3 separate regions of the Sus scrofa genome follow, and all the other regions are linked to region 1. Evidence: chromatin contacts called from public Hi-C and HiChIP or PLAC-seq data. All regions are on one chromosome and are shown on one strand. Each heading gives the region's core, a stretch centred on a gene start, on an enhancer-like site or on the middle of the called end of the contact. The rest is flanking DNA. Distances are from core to core; before and after follow the strand shown.

What was found. Hi-C and Micro-C count contacts between places; a contact is called where the count stands out from the background. HiChIP or PLAC-seq counts read pairs in DNA pulled down with a chosen protein or histone mark.
Region 2: a contact with region 1 is called in an H3K27ac HiChIP or PLAC-seq map of alveolar macrophages. The contact joins the promoter of C6H19orf68 here to the promoter of GRWD1 in region 1. A contact is called at or near these places in 1 of 47 Hi-C or Micro-C datasets (embryonic fibroblasts) and 1 of 2 datasets of contacts at active chromatin or transcription factors (alveolar macrophages).
Region 3: a contact with region 1 is called in a Hi-C map of embryonic fibroblasts, with 2.2 times the contacts expected there. The contact joins the promoter of LOC102165847 here to the promoter of GRWD1 in region 1. A contact is called at or near these places in 3 of 47 Hi-C or Micro-C datasets (embryonic fibroblasts, epiblast stem cells and heart right ventricle).

The regions. Positions count from the first base shown.
Region 1 is chr6:53,847,458-53,852,201 of Sscrofa11.1, forward strand. It overlaps GRWD1 (glutamate-rich WD repeat-containing protein 1), which reads left to right and starts at 2,216. Exons shown (of 7, transcript XM_003127271.4): 1 at 2,216-2,589; 2 at 2,875-2,992; 3 at 3,179-3,338. The coding sequence starts at 2,403. GRIN2D (glutamate receptor ionotropic, NMDA 2D) reads left to right here. Exons shown (of 13, transcript XM_021094673.1): 13 at 1-2,078. The coding sequence ends at 331.
Region 2 is chr6:53,657,383-53,662,126 of Sscrofa11.1, forward strand. C6H19orf68 reads left to right here and starts at 2,840. Exons shown (of 4, transcript XM_005664646.3): 1 at 2,840-2,974; 2 at 4,337-4,612. The coding sequence starts at 4,347. LIG1 (DNA ligase 1) reads right to left here and starts at 2,638. Exons shown (of 28, transcript XM_021094649.1): 1 at 2,510-2,638.
Region 3 is chr6:53,682,395-53,687,138 of Sscrofa11.1, forward strand. It overlaps LOC102165847 (zinc finger protein 664-like), which reads left to right and starts at 2,381. Exons shown (of 5, transcript XM_005664651.3): 1 at 2,381-3,776; 2 at 4,381-4,488. It overlaps LOC110261015 (a long non-coding RNA gene), which reads right to left and starts at 4,084. Exons shown (of 3, transcript XR_002344717.1): 1 at 3,953-4,084; 2 at 3,731-3,812; 3 at 1,607-1,935.

The DNA of each region.
Region 1 (4,744 bases), core at 966-3,465:
CGGGTGCCCGCGGCCGCACCCTCACCGCCCGCGGGCCTCGCACCGCGCGCCGGCCGCCGCGCCACATCACCACCGACACCGGCGGGCCGCTGGGGGCTGGGACCTCCCGCCGCCCGCGCCCACCTCGCGATCGCTCGAGGACCTCAGCTCCTGTCCCCGCGCTGCCCCTGCGCGCAGGCTCACTGGGCCCTCCCGCCACGCGCGCCGGTGCCCGCATGCCGCGCACTGGGGGCCGCCGCTGCCCGCTGCGCCCCACCGGAGACACCGGGGCGGGGACCTGGGTACCCGCCGGGGCTCGGCGCACTTCTCCAGCCTCGAGTCCGAGGTATGACGCGGCCCGGGAGGGGGGGGCCGCCGCCCCCTCGGTCCGCGCAGGCCACAGCCCGAGGGGGCATGCGGGGTGGACAGGACCCGCGTGGGTTGGGAAAGAACAAATGGACCTGGCCGGACCCCGCCTGGAGCAGCGTCCTGAGCCCCTCGCTACAGGGGCGCCGAGAGCCAGAGGGGATTTGGCCCCACAAAGCTCACCCAGCCTAGGAGCAAGGGGATGGGATCTCGGATGCCACTGAACTTTTTTTTAAACCCGACAAGGGCTTTTTAACGTCACCAGATGGGGCAGGAGGTGGCAGGGGTCACGCCACGTCCGCGCCTCACCCCTGCGCCCGGGGCCGTGGCCCTCACATCACTGTGCAGCTCCCCGGCCCCAGCCACGCCTCCGGGGAAGCCCGTTTTTAACCTTTCATCCATCGGGACTCAAAACTGTGAGACGCGTTCGCCAAACTGTGACCCCAGACCTTGGCCCCGCCACACAGAAACCCCTGACCCCAGACTGTGACTTCCGACCCCTAAAAATGGTCATCCGACCCCAGACTGTGACCCCTGACCCCAAACTGTGACTCCACCCCCAGACTGTGCCCCGACCAGACTGTGCCCCTCGACGTCTAACCGTGACACCCTCCCCACCCCACCCTTTTCCAACCAACCTCGGTAGCTTTTCCCTCTTTTGCCCTAGGACACACCCCCAACGGAAGCCCCGCCTCCCCTGCCCCAGCGTTGATCCCAACCTCCATCAGGCCAAAACCTCCCACCCTTTCGCACCTCACTACCAGGCCCAGGTGCCACCAACCATATACTCTCCAAGTCCAACCTTTATTTGTGCCCCTTCAGTAATCACCCAGCAGCCCCCCAAAAGCCTCCTCTTCCCAGATCTCCAGCCGGGTCTGGAAATGGGTTGTGGAAGGGAGGGATCTGGGAGTTCACACTCACTACCAACCTCCCTGGCCACTCTCCTGTCCCACATTGCAGTGTTTGGAATAAACCATGTTTTTATGCCTCCTCAAGCCAAGTGTGAGATCCATGCCTGTCTCAGTCCCCTCAAACTTCTCCGGAGGAAACAGAAACTGAGAAAAGTCCCTCAGAGGAAGAGGGTGCAGAAAGAGAATTTGAGCAAGAACAGAGACCCCAGAGGGAGGCGGGAGGTGAAGACCCAGAAAGAAGCCATGAGAAGAGACGAGCTAAGAAGGGGTGGAGGCGTTAAGAGAAGGGGGACAGAGAACTCAAGAAAGATCTGGGATTCAAAACATCCTAGAGGGTACCATTCCTATGGCAACAGGCAATGAGGTTTGCTAGGTTCTTAATATCCTGTTCAGGCAAGTGAGGAGAGTGCCTATTATATCCCAGCCAATCCACAAATCTTCAATGTTGTGAAGCTCACCAATGAGAACCTAGTTCTAACATTTCATTATGCCAATTAGCCAAACCTCTGGTGCTAATGGGCAATAAAAAGAGCCGAAACACTTGTAATAGCTGCCTCCAGAGGGTGGGCTTTCTGATTAAGTGCTTGCTGACCACAGCTGCAACGTGAACGCCTGATGAGGCAACTCATCCTCACTCTACTTAAGCATTTGGAAATGAATTAAAGCCTTCATAACAAGAAGCGGGGGAAGAATAAGGAGGGGAGAAGAAACCGGCTTTATTGGTCCTAAGGGAGCAGAAACCTAGTCTCCTAGCTAGGATTATTTGCATACACGAATAATTAATTAAGTGGAAAGAATGCCTTGGGAGTCAAAAGTGGAAGATGGTGTCTGGGCTTGGACCTCCTCTAGCTGATGAGGAAAAAACAGGCCTCCCGTAGAACTACAACTCCCAGGAGGCCTTGCCGCGGCTCTGCGGAGGAACTCCGCAAAGTCACCGGGAGGGGGTAATTCTCCAGATCCGCAGGCCTCGCTAGCTGGACCAGGACACGATTATGTCAGTTCTCCTTCACCCGGTCCCATCGCCCTCTCTAATCAGCGAACCCGGGGGTTTCCAAGGTAACCACGCAGCAGGGCGGATCTCATAAGAAGGCAACGCAACCCGGAAGTGACGCTCTTACCTCGCGCCGGCTGCGAACGGGTTGGAAGATGGCAGCGCGCAAGGGGCGGCGGCGCACGTGTGAAACTGGGGAGCCCATGGAGGCTGAGTCCCACGATGCAGGGTCCGAGGGCCCTCCCCAGGTCTACCTACCGGGCCGGGGACCGCCACTGCGTGAGGGAGAGGAGCTGGTCATGGACGAGGAGGCCTACGTGCTGTACCACCGAGCACAGACTGGTAGGGCTGGGGCATTCGGACTTCCCGGGGCCAGAGCAAGGAGGGACTGGAAATCTGGGTCCTGAGGGGAGCTGGTCCTGAGCCTTTAATTTAAGAGGCGCTCTGAAAGGGGAAACTGGGGTTCCCGAGGGGAGCCGGTCCTGAGCCTTTAACTTAAGAGGCGCTCTGAAAGAGGAAACTGGGGTCTAAGAGAATTGACACCACACTCAAGAGATACCTCTGGCTATTAGGGCCTGAGATACTTATGTCCCATCCTAATTTTCCAACCGCTCCTTCCATCCCCAGGCGCCCCCTGCCTCAGCTTCGACATAGTCCGGGATCACCTGGGAGACAACCGGACTGAGCTTCCTCTTACACTTTACCTGTGTGCTGGAACCCAGGCAGAGAGCGCCCAAAGCAACAGGTGAGAACTGGGCCTTTACTTCGACCAGGAGTCTGAGCCTTCAGCCCCCCGCCCCCGCGGCTCCCCCCCCCGCGGCCCCCCCCGCGGCCCCCGCACCTAGAAATAGGGGGGTTTCCAGCCTCCCCACTCCCTTCTTCCCAAGGATCCTGGTATCCAGGGCCTCATTTCATCCCACACTTCCGCCAGATTGATGATGCTTCGAATGCACAATTTGCATGGGACAAAGCCCCCGCCATCAGAGGGCAGTGATGAAGAGGAGGAGGAGGATGAAGAGGATGAAGAAGAGCGAAAGCCTCAGCTAGAGTTGGCTATGGTGCCGCACTATGGTGGCATCAACAGAGTTCGGGTAAATACAGCCCCCGAAGCCTGCCCTCCATTCTCTGGAGCACAGAGCGTCCCCGCCCCCCATCCACGCCCTTCAGCTTTTAGAAAACACTTGACACAATTTCGTATATGAGTTTATCACATCTTAACTGTCATGGTAGTTGTCATCGTGCTAGATGCTGTGGGGATATCTTTAGTGTTCTTTCCTTTTCTGTAAAATGGTGAGAGTTAGAAAACTTACCTGGTGTGACTGATATGAGGGTAAAATGGGATCACTTTGTGTTACTTCAAGCATTGAAACTCCCAAGTTCCTGCTGTGACTCATCGGTAACCCAACTAGCATCCCTGAGGCTGTGGGTTCGACCCCCGGCCTCACTCAGTGGGTTAAGGATCCGGGTTGCCATGAGTTGTGATGTAGGTCGCAGACACGGCTTGGATCCCCAGTTGCAGTGGGTGTGGTGTAGGCCGGCAGCTGCAGCTCTGATTCCACCCATAGCCTGGGAACTTCCATATGCAGCAAGCCTGGTCCTAAAAAAAAAGCAAAAAACAAACAAAAGAACTGAAATAGAGTTACTTTAGGTATCTAAAAACAGTGCTATCATATGAGATGTTTGTTTTCTGTTATTGCTTAGGGACTGTTCTGGCCTATGCGGTTACTTTTGTGCTTCAGAATTAACAGCCCCTTCTGACGGGGTTGACATGAGCAGTAAAGTGTTGCATGCGCAGTGCTTGGCCCATAGTCCTTGCTAAACATTTCCATTAAAGTATTACTGAGCTTCAGGTGCTGTTCTAGAGCCTGGGGTTTTAACAGGGAGCAAAAGGTCGCTGGCTCCTTGACACATGCCAGTGGGAAGAGAACAAGAAGAAACTAAGTGTATTCACGTGTGTCCCCAGGTGCTGAGTGTTGTGGAGGAAAATAAGGGAGTTAGGATCTTCCGCTGTGGGGCTGCTATTTTAAATAGTCAAGGGAGCTTCCTGGTTAGGACCTGGTGCTTTCACTGCTGCAGCCCAGGTTCAATTCCTAGTCTGGGAACTGAGGTCCCACATCAAGCTGCTGCTCAAACCCTGCCCCCCACCCCAAACTAAAAGTTTGGTCAAGGAAGCAGTCACCGATAAGGTGTCATTTGACTGATAAGAGACCATGTGAACAGAGACCCACAGGGAATAAAGGAGTGAGGCAAGGATGTCTGTGGGAAGGGTTGCCAGCCAGGGAATAATAAGTGCAAAGGCCTGGGGGTGACCATGGCATGTTTGAGAAATTTTGAGGAAAGCTGGGGAGGGCAGTGCTAAATGGATGAGGGGGGCGAGTGATGAGGTTTGGCAGGTGGGTGTGGCAGAGACATTGTTTTGGGCCTCATAGGCCATTGTAAGGACTTGGTTTTCACTTGGAGGGAAATTGGGAGCCATCAGAGGTTTAGAGCAGAGGAT
Region 2 (4,744 bases), core at 1,590-4,089, 190 kb before region 1:
TCAGCGAGGATTCTGACTGCGCAGAGATCCAGACACCTACCCCTCTAACTAGGATAAAGCTTCACATGCTGAGGTGTGGGGAATGGCTGCAGCGTCTACACAAGTGGGCTGGAACTCTATGCTAACCAGGTCAGCCTCCTCCGGACCTGTCCACCACATACATCGGCCTCCACCACTAAAGACGACCCCGCATTTCCCACAAGGAAAAAGTGTCCACTCTGGGGAGTTCTCATCGTGGCTCAGTGGAAACAAATCTGACTGGCATCCATGAGGATGCAGGTTCAATCCCTGGCTTCGCTCAGTGGGTTAAGGATCCGACGTGGCTGTGGGCTCCTGGCCTGGGAACTTCCATATGCTGCAAGTGCAGCCCTAAAAAAACAAAATAAGAAGAAGAAGAAGAAAGAATGTCCACTCTGAAGACAGGGAGAAAGGCCTCTCTTCCTATGAGGCCCAGGAGCCCTTCAAAGATCTTCCCAGGTGCTGACCCAGACCAACCACCTGTGTGTGAGCTAATCCTTTTTCTTCTCTTTCTAAAGCCTTGAAGGAATGTACCCCCTGCGTATTTATAATGGTCCTTCAAGGGTGAATGGATAAACAAACTGTCATATGATGCATTTAATTACTGAATGCCATTCCACTGGAGAATGCACTAGACTGAAATATTTTATTTGTGTGTGTGTGTTTCTAGGGCTGCACCCATGGCATATGGAGGATCCCAGGCTAGGGGTCAAATTGGAGCTAAAACTGCTGGCCTATGCCACAGCCACAGCAACACCCAATCCTTAACCCACTAAGCAAGGCCAGGGATTGAACCCACTTCTCATGAATACTAGTCGGATTCATTTCTGCTGAGCCAAGATGGGAACTCCCGTGAAATATTTTATACCTTTCTCCTGAATATGCTACTCTCCTTTGTGCCGAGGTTAAAACAGCTTTGCGTCCCCTAAAAGACAACTCAGGAAGCAGAGACAGGAGAGGGACAGTGCCCTGGTCAGGGCCACACAACCAGTCAATGACAGACACCAGAAACAGAGGGTTCCAGTTCTGAGAACTATCTGGATTCGCATTTAAAACATCCCTACCCCGGAGTTCCCATTGTGGCGCAGCAGAAACGAGTCCGACTAGGAACTATGAGGTTGTGGGTTTGATCCCTGGCCTTGCTCATTGGGTTAAGGATCTGGCATTGCTGTGGCTGTGATGTAGGCGAGCAGCAACAGCTCCGATTAGACTCCTAAACTGGGAACCTCCATGTGCCGCACGGGTGTGGCCCTAAAAAGGCAAAAAGACAAAACAAAACAAACAAACAAAGAAACAAAAAACATCCCTATCCCTCTCCCAGGGTCATTAGCCCTGGGGATGGAGGGGGAGATCTGCAGGCCTAAGGATCCTAAAATTAAACTCTTACGGTCTTACTCAACTCAACACATCCTTCCTGCCTTTCCCTCGTGCCTTCTTCTCAGGCTGCCTAATAAGTCAGAGGTTCAAATGGGCTGAAATGGTGGCCAAGGAGTGACGGCCATAATCCCATTTTCTGCTGTCTCCCCTCCCCCTTCCAAGCCAGCTCCCCTTTCCAAATGCCCCTCCCTGCCAAGTGCCCAACCCGTTACCCTTGAAGCTCTCCAAGACTTCTCTCTTCCCTCCTCAGGCCTCTCGGGCCCTCAGGCAATGATAAGCCATTGGGCAATGATAAGTTCAGACCTTTCAGCTACTCTCCCCTGAGCCCCACTCCCTCCCACGCCTTGGCCGCCTCCTTGCAGGGCCCTCCAGAAAGTTCCTGACCTTTCATAAGGCCTTAGCCCATTAGGCCTTTGCCTCAGTCTTACCATTGACTTCCCCCTGACCCCACCCATCTACCTGGGTTCAGCCTTTAAAGCTGGCCCCGTCCTTTTTTTGTTTGCTTTTTTTTTTTTTAGGGCCGCCCCCACGGCATATGGAGGTTCCCATATGCTAGGGATCTAACTGACGCTGCCGGCCTATGCTACAGCCGAGCCACCGAGCCGCGTCTGCGACGCCAGGGATCGAACCCGCAACTCCATGGTTCCTAGCCGGATTCGTTTCCGCGACGGAAACTCCTCTTCCAACATTTTCATTAAACTTTTCCCTAGCCCCACCCCTTCCAGGTGGGCCCGCCTCCCCCGGCCCCGCCCCGCAAGTCCAACTTCCAGATGACCCCGCCCACCAACAGCCTTTCCCCGCCCCCATCCCTCTATAGACACGCCCTTCCATGTGGTCCCGCCCCTCCAGGCCTCTCCTCAGAGCCAGTTCAGTCCAGGGGCTCCAGGCCTCACCTACATTCTACCTGCCCCTGAGCCTCCGACAGATGCTGCCCCGCCCCCTCGAGCGGCCCATTGCCCGCTCTCTCCCCTCCACAGCGCGCTCCTGGCCGCCTCAGCGTCTCCCCACGTCCGCTCCTCTGCAGCTGACCGACGCTGCGAAGGCATGAACTCTGAGTTTACTACACGCGCGCCATTCCCCAGCCCTGAAGCCCCGCACGGACGACTCCACTTGCCTCTCTCCGGGCCAGACACCGCTGGCCAGAGCGTCACACCCGGAACCGCAGGGCGCTACACTGCAGTACCAAATTCGCGCCACGGAGTTCGCGCGCAGACTTCTACGGCCGGGGGCGGGGCCGAGCTGAGGGGCGGAGCCCGGAGGACGGCCGCGCCGCCGTCGCGCAGAGGGTCCTGGGAGTTGTAGTTTCTTGGCCGCGAGACCGCAAGAAAGGGGGTGAAGTGGGGCGAGCCCTCCCGCAGAGCACGCTGGGAAACGGCCCCGAGCCTCCTCTTGTACTGAATGAGTGGGTGCGGCTGCGGGTCCAAGGAGTGACCGCCAAGAAAAGGGAGCTTCGGTGGAAGCTGCTTCGCGAGGCACGGCGGGAAGAGAGGCGGGAGGCCGCGCGGGGCATCCCGGGAGCAAGGGCCGGGCCGGGCCTCGGCGCGGGGCATTGTGGGAGGTGGACGCCGCTCCGGGGCGGGTAGGTGATTGGGGAGGGGCGGGAAGGGTGCACATCTGGGGGAGGGGAGAGGCACAGCTGGGTGGGACAGCCTGGATGGGAGGTGCCGAGGCGGGCGGGGCTGGGAGGGATTGGGGAGACAGGAGCCAGCTGGGAGGGGCTGCCCAAGGGGGGGAGGCGAAGCTGGACGTGGGGGAGCATCTGGGGTGATAAAGCCCATCTAAGGACGACGGACCATGTCTAGGATGAGGACCCATATTTGGGGAGGACGGGAACTGTAGATGAGAGGAGGGGGCCACAACTGGACTGGGCGGTATATCTGGGCAGGAAGAGACCACAGATGAATATTGGTGACACTTCTGAGAATTGGCCACAAGTGAATGGGGCACACACCTGTAGGCAGAGGGTCCATACTAGATGTGGGGAGGACGTCTGGATACGGGGGCACCTCCACAGCTGGATATGGCAACCCATAGGGGTCCCATCCAGGAGAGGGGCAATAGCTGCCTAGAATCTGAGACACATCTGGGGAGGAGGGAGCCACAGATGCATGAAGAATACGACTAGCAGAGTTCTTGTTGTGGCTCAGCGGTTAACGAACCCGACTAGGAACCATGAGGCCGTGGGTTCGATCCCTGCCTTGCTCAACGGATTAAGGATCCCGCGTTGCTGTGAGCTGTGGTGTAAGTCGCAGAAGAGGCTTGGATCCCGTGTTGCTGTGGCGTAGGCCGGTGGCTACAGCTCGGATTGGACCCCTAGCCTGGGAACCTCCATATGCCACCAGTGCGGCCATTAAAAAACAAAAGAAAAGAAAAAGAGTATGACTGGGGACAAGGAACCCATAACTGAATGGGCAGAGCACATCTGGAGATGGAACATTTTTAGAGGGGGGACAAGCTGGATGTGGCTTACAGCCCAAGTGTAGGCACATGGGGCGGGGGAGGGTATTTCTATGGAAATGGAGGCACTAGAGGCTGCCGCCAAATGTGGGAGGCATATCTGGAAGGCGAGGAGATCCTACCTGGAAGCTGAGAACACATTTGAGGAGGCGTCCGCGACTGAGTTTAAGGACGCCTATTTTGGGAGAGGGACCTTAATTGTACGGGGGTGGGGGTGGGGGTCACACCCGTGGAGAAGGGGACCGGCGTTGGAGTTAGGATCAGGATGAAAGGTTCCAGTTGTCCCAAGAATAAAACACGCGGTGGGAGGAAGCCAGAGATGGGGTGGAGGTTCATGTCTAGAGATTAACGGGACTATCCCGCCCCAGGCCCCACCTGGATTGAGGAATCAGCCCTGAAGAGCAGGCGCAGAGTGGAGGAAGAGGGCCCCCTCGGGTGGGGATGGATCTGATCTCCACGTGTCCTCCCTGCCCCTCCCACTCAGGCACCCCAGGATGGAGCCCCCTCCCGGCACGGTGGCGGGGCAGGAGGAGCAGGAGCTGCGGGAGAGGGCCTTCTTCTCCTGGGCCGAGTTCAGCCGCTTCTTCGACGCCTGGTGCCAGCAGCGGCTGGCGCTCTTCTTCGTCAAGAGCTCCATGCACCTGGCGCGCTGCCGCTGGGCCAGCGCGCCCCCGCTCTACACGCTCATCGACGTGCTCAAGTACAGCTACGTGCGGCTGGTGTGCAAGGACGTGCGCGCGCCCAGCCGGCCCGCCGTGGGGTGCGTGAGCTGAGCCGCCTGCCCTGCGGGGTGCTGGGGGGAGGGGCCGCCAGGGGAAGGGGGAGGCGCCGAGCCCCCCACCCCGAGACTAGGAGGGCAGCGATTCCAACGAAAGCCCCTAAACACACGGTG
Region 3 (4,744 bases), core at 1,131-3,630, 160 kb before region 1:
AGCGCCTCCTGCGAGGTCCGCTAACTGTGAGCACCTGCGCAGTAGAATCCGCTGCCTGGCGTTTCCATCTGAGCGTCTGCCTGCTGCAGGGTGCTCAGTTGGATCCGGGCTGAAAAATGGGGAGGACCCTTTGCTCGCTGAGCACTGTGGGGGCCCCTCATCTCTCCCGGCTCTCTCGGATCTGAAGGGTCTAGGTCCCAGAACAGCCATCTCGCGTGAGGGGGGAGGAGGGGACCACTCCAGTTTCTATGGTGCTGGGCCCCGCTAGGTGCGCGGAATAGCTGCAGGAGGGTTGGAGAGAAATCCTAGATGGGCGTTGCCATGGTAACTCTGCAACGGAAGGGGGCGGGGTGAGATGTTTAAGGGATACCGCGGGAGGAAACAGAGTAACAGCCGAGGCACTGAGGTGCTCTTGGAGGAATGGAGAGTGTGATAGAAGAATCAGGGTGAAATAGGGAGAGTTGGGGAGATTCTAGGCATTGGGTGTTCTGAGGGAGTGGGAGTGTTTGGGTGAATTCATATGTACAAAGAAAGAGAATTGGGTTGTTTGTGCATTGTGTAGTAGGTAGAGGATTCTTATAGGGGCGAGTGGAGGCTTGTAGGGAGCATTGGGGTGTTTGGGGAGAGTGGGAGTTTTAAGGAAGAGCTGGATCTTTTTTTTTTTTTTTTTTTTTTGTCTTTTTTGTCTTTTTGTTGTTGTTGTTGTTGTTGCTATTTCTTGGGCCGCTCCCGCGGCATATGGAGGTTCCCTGGCTAGGGGTTGAATCGGAGCTGTAGCCACCGGCCTACGCCAGAGCCACAGCAACGCGGGATCTGAGCCGCGTCTGCAACCTACACCACAGCTCACGGCAACGCCGGATCGTTAACCCACTGAGCAAGGGCAGGGACCGAACCCGCAACCTCATGGTTCCTACTCAGATTCGTTAACCACTACGCCACGACGGGAACTCCAAGAGCTGGATCTTTTGAGGTGTAGTGGGAAGTTATCCAAATCAGTAGGAGGTTGTCATATGTGGCTAAAGTAATTAAATGGAATATAATGAAAAATTCAGTTCCTCAGTCACACCCCATTTCAAATCCTCAGTGGCTCTGCTGTATTGGACAGTGGAGATCTAGACTATTTCCATAATCTGGGAAATGTTTGTTGGCCAGCACTAATATACAGGATGAACTGGGATGTTACAGCAAATATGGAGTTTCCCGTTTCCTAACTGTCCGGCCATATCTCTCTTTTTTTTTTTTTTTTTTTGGTCTTTTTGTCTCTTTTGTTGTTGTTGCTATTTCTTGGGCCGCTCCCACGGCATATGGAGGTTCCCTGGCTAGGGGTTGAATCGGAGCTGTAGCCACCGGCCTACACCAGAGCCACAGCAACGCGGGATCCGAGCCGCGTCTGCAACCTACACCACAGCTCACGGCAACGCCGGATTTTTAACCCACTGAGCAAGGGCAGGGACCGAACCCGCAACCTCATGGTTCCTAGTCGGATTCGTTAACCAGTACGCCACGACGGGAACTCCCCGGCCATATCTCTTATCACTTGCCCTCCTGTTTCACCCACAGCAGGCTTCTCCCCGTTCCGCCCCATCCCCCACCCCCACCCCCCGCACATAGGACCAGTTTGATCTAGTTTTTGCCCCTGCTATTCCCTCTGCCTGGAATGCCCATCCAACTGTTTGTGTTTCAGACTTAAATGTCACCTCCCAGGAATAGATGCCCTTGACATCCCTATTTAAAGTAACCACTATCCCCTTCCCACCACCAGTCGCTATCCCATCCCCCCTTATTCTTTCTTTCAAAAACCGGATCTAAATTACTTGTTCATCATTTATCTTTAAAATTGTCCATCGTCCCCACTAGGGGGCGGCCTTGTGCTGCTTACCACGAAAAATTCCAGAGCCCAGAAGAGCACCCGGCACAGAGGGGATATTCCATAAACTGTTGATGAAATGAATGGAAGAGATTCAGAATTTGAGAGCAGAGATATGACATGGGAGATTGGGAGTTTTAGATAAACAGAGTCACAGGGAAGTTGAGGGGGATAGGAGAGGAACTGATATCAGGAATTGAGGTGATAAAAGAAGATGGGTATCTGGAATCTATGGCACAAATGAACCTATGTACACACACACACACACACACACACACACAAAGCCATGGACATAGGTAGTAGACTTGTGGTTGCCAAGGGGGAGGGGGAGAGGAGAGGGGGGATGGACTGGGAGTTTGGGGTTGGTAGATGCAAGCTATTGCATTTGGAGTGGAGAGGCAATGAGATCCCGCTGCATCGCCCTGGGAAAACTGTATCCAGTCACTTGTGATGGAACATGATGGAGGAGAATGTGAGAAAACGAATGTATGTATATGTGTAGCCACATCACTTTGCTGTACAGCAGAAATTGACAGAACATTGTAAATCAACAATAATAAAATTTTTAAAAAATAAATTTAAAAAATAAAATTAAAAATTAAAGAAAGGATGGAGCACAAGGGTTACATTAGAAAACAAATGAGGGTCTGGTAGAGGAGGACTTGGGATGTTTTAGCAGATTCACTGTTATTTGCTGCATTATTAAACTCCCAGTGCCTCAGTTTTCTTATCTGTAAAATGGGAATATCTATCACATAAGTTTGAGGATTGACTGCGATAACACATGGGATGTTTTCCGAAGACGGCCTGTCATCATCAAAGTTATTACTGATGTTAAAGCCAGAGCTGGGATACACAGGGTCCTGCTTTTTCGTCCCAGTCTGTTCCCACTTGGACTCACTGCACCTGGAAAGAAGCCTGGAGTTGCAAAATGGTTTGAAATCCACTCTGCTGAAGCCAGGCCATCTCAGACTCTCTGGCAACACTGTGTTCTTTGTAGCAACAACTGGCCGGTGATGGGTAGCAGTAAATCTCTACGCATTTGGTCCAGAACTCTCTTTATAGCTTTCCATCTGGCTTTCTTTACCCATCAAAATCCCATGCCTGCCTCCATGCTGATATTTAACTATCCCTGAACTACACTGTGCTAGGTGGGTCTGCTGGGTGGGTCACCTATAGGATCACCCCTATACACCCCAGGAGATAAGGATTGTGTCCGTTTTTTCCAGCTGGGAAAATTAAATCAGAGGGGTTCAGTGACTTATCCGAGGGCACACAGCAGAGAAGAGGGTAGGTCCTCCCTCAACCTCCACCCCCACACTTTTTTATTTTTTGCCAAGCCCGGGGTATGCGAAGTTCCAGGGCCAGGGATCTAACCCACGCCACAGCAAGGACCCAAGCCAGATCCTTAACCCGCTGTGCCACCACGGGAACCGTCCACCCCTGCACTTTCAAGAGCTTTCGTTTTAGCAGAAAGAGCGCCGGGATGGAGTCATACACAGCAGGCTCCCAATACGTGGTCATGCACTTGAGGCTCTTTCTCATTGAGCCTCGCTTTCTCCATGTGGAAAATAGGGATAATAGTAACTCAGACCGTTTTAAGAACTAAAAATCACATGCTTATACTATCTAGCACATGCTAAGCATATCGGTAATTGCTTGTCATTATATATCAGCCCTTTCCATTTCTTTTTGAGAGGCGGACGCTGTGGGTTGGCGTTTGAGGTGAATTTGGTGATGCTCCAAATTTCCATAGGGAGGGAAAACTCGCCGGGTCAACCTGATAAAAACCAGCCACGGTACCAGACAGGCATTACGCATGCGCATTCGGAAGAGCCAGAGGCACTGGGCCCAGAATCCTACCGTGGATGGAGACTCCCGTGAACCGGCAGAATACCTGGACCGAAAGGTGAGGCAGCGGAGTTTGGAGAGATACAGGTCGAATCTGAAAGGCACCAGGGAAGCCAGAGGTCTGGTCAGTCCCTAGTTGAAAGGACTCCCTTCATGGCTCACCTCACCTTCCACCCCCCGCTCTGGTAATGGTCTCGCCCGATTCCCGTTCTCTTCTACCACTCCAGGACGTACCAAGTTTCCAGAAGAGGGATGGGGGGCAGTGGGCCTGGGGGCGGAAAGGACCATTCGGCGAGCGAGACCATTGACACGGAGGTCAGGAGAAAATGGGGGGAAGGGCGAAAGGGGGCCCACACGGTTGGAAGAGGAGCGGAGAGGCCTTCGGGAGACCCTTGTTGGAAGGGCGCGGGGCCTGGAAGACCTTTATCGGGAAAAGAAGGCGGGGCCTCTGGATGGGCGGGTTCATTGGTGGGGAGGTAGGAGGTTGGGGTGGGCGAGTTCATTGCGTGTCCGACTGAGGGGGACGGAGTTGGTTGGGAGAGACCATTGTTAGTCTGGGGAGATTTGGGCAGTTCTTGAGGAGCAACCTCTTCATGTATGAATGGGGAGGGTCCGGGTGAGTGTGTGCGCGGGTAACAGGTTTGAATTGTGCCTTGAAGCAGGAGCTGGACTGTGACAGAGGCTCTGAGATCCGGGCGAACAACAGGTGCAAACGCCCCACAGTGGAAGAGTTAAGGATCTATTTGCAGAAGAGGGGGCTGCGCCGGAATGTAAGGTCCGCGGGCAAATATATCAAAAATGATGCTGGAGAGTATGTAGGGAGCCTGGACTGCTAGGCTGAGGGGCCTGACGCTGTCTCATGGTGCTGGGGAGCCATGGGAGGATCGTGAGCAGGCGAGGGACAAGGTCATCTGGCCGTAGAAAGACCTGTTTGGGGTCGTGTGGGTAACAGACTGGAGAGGGGAGACTGGAGGCAGGGAGGCCCGGGAGGAGGCTGGGCAAGGACACGCATGACCTGGATTCAAG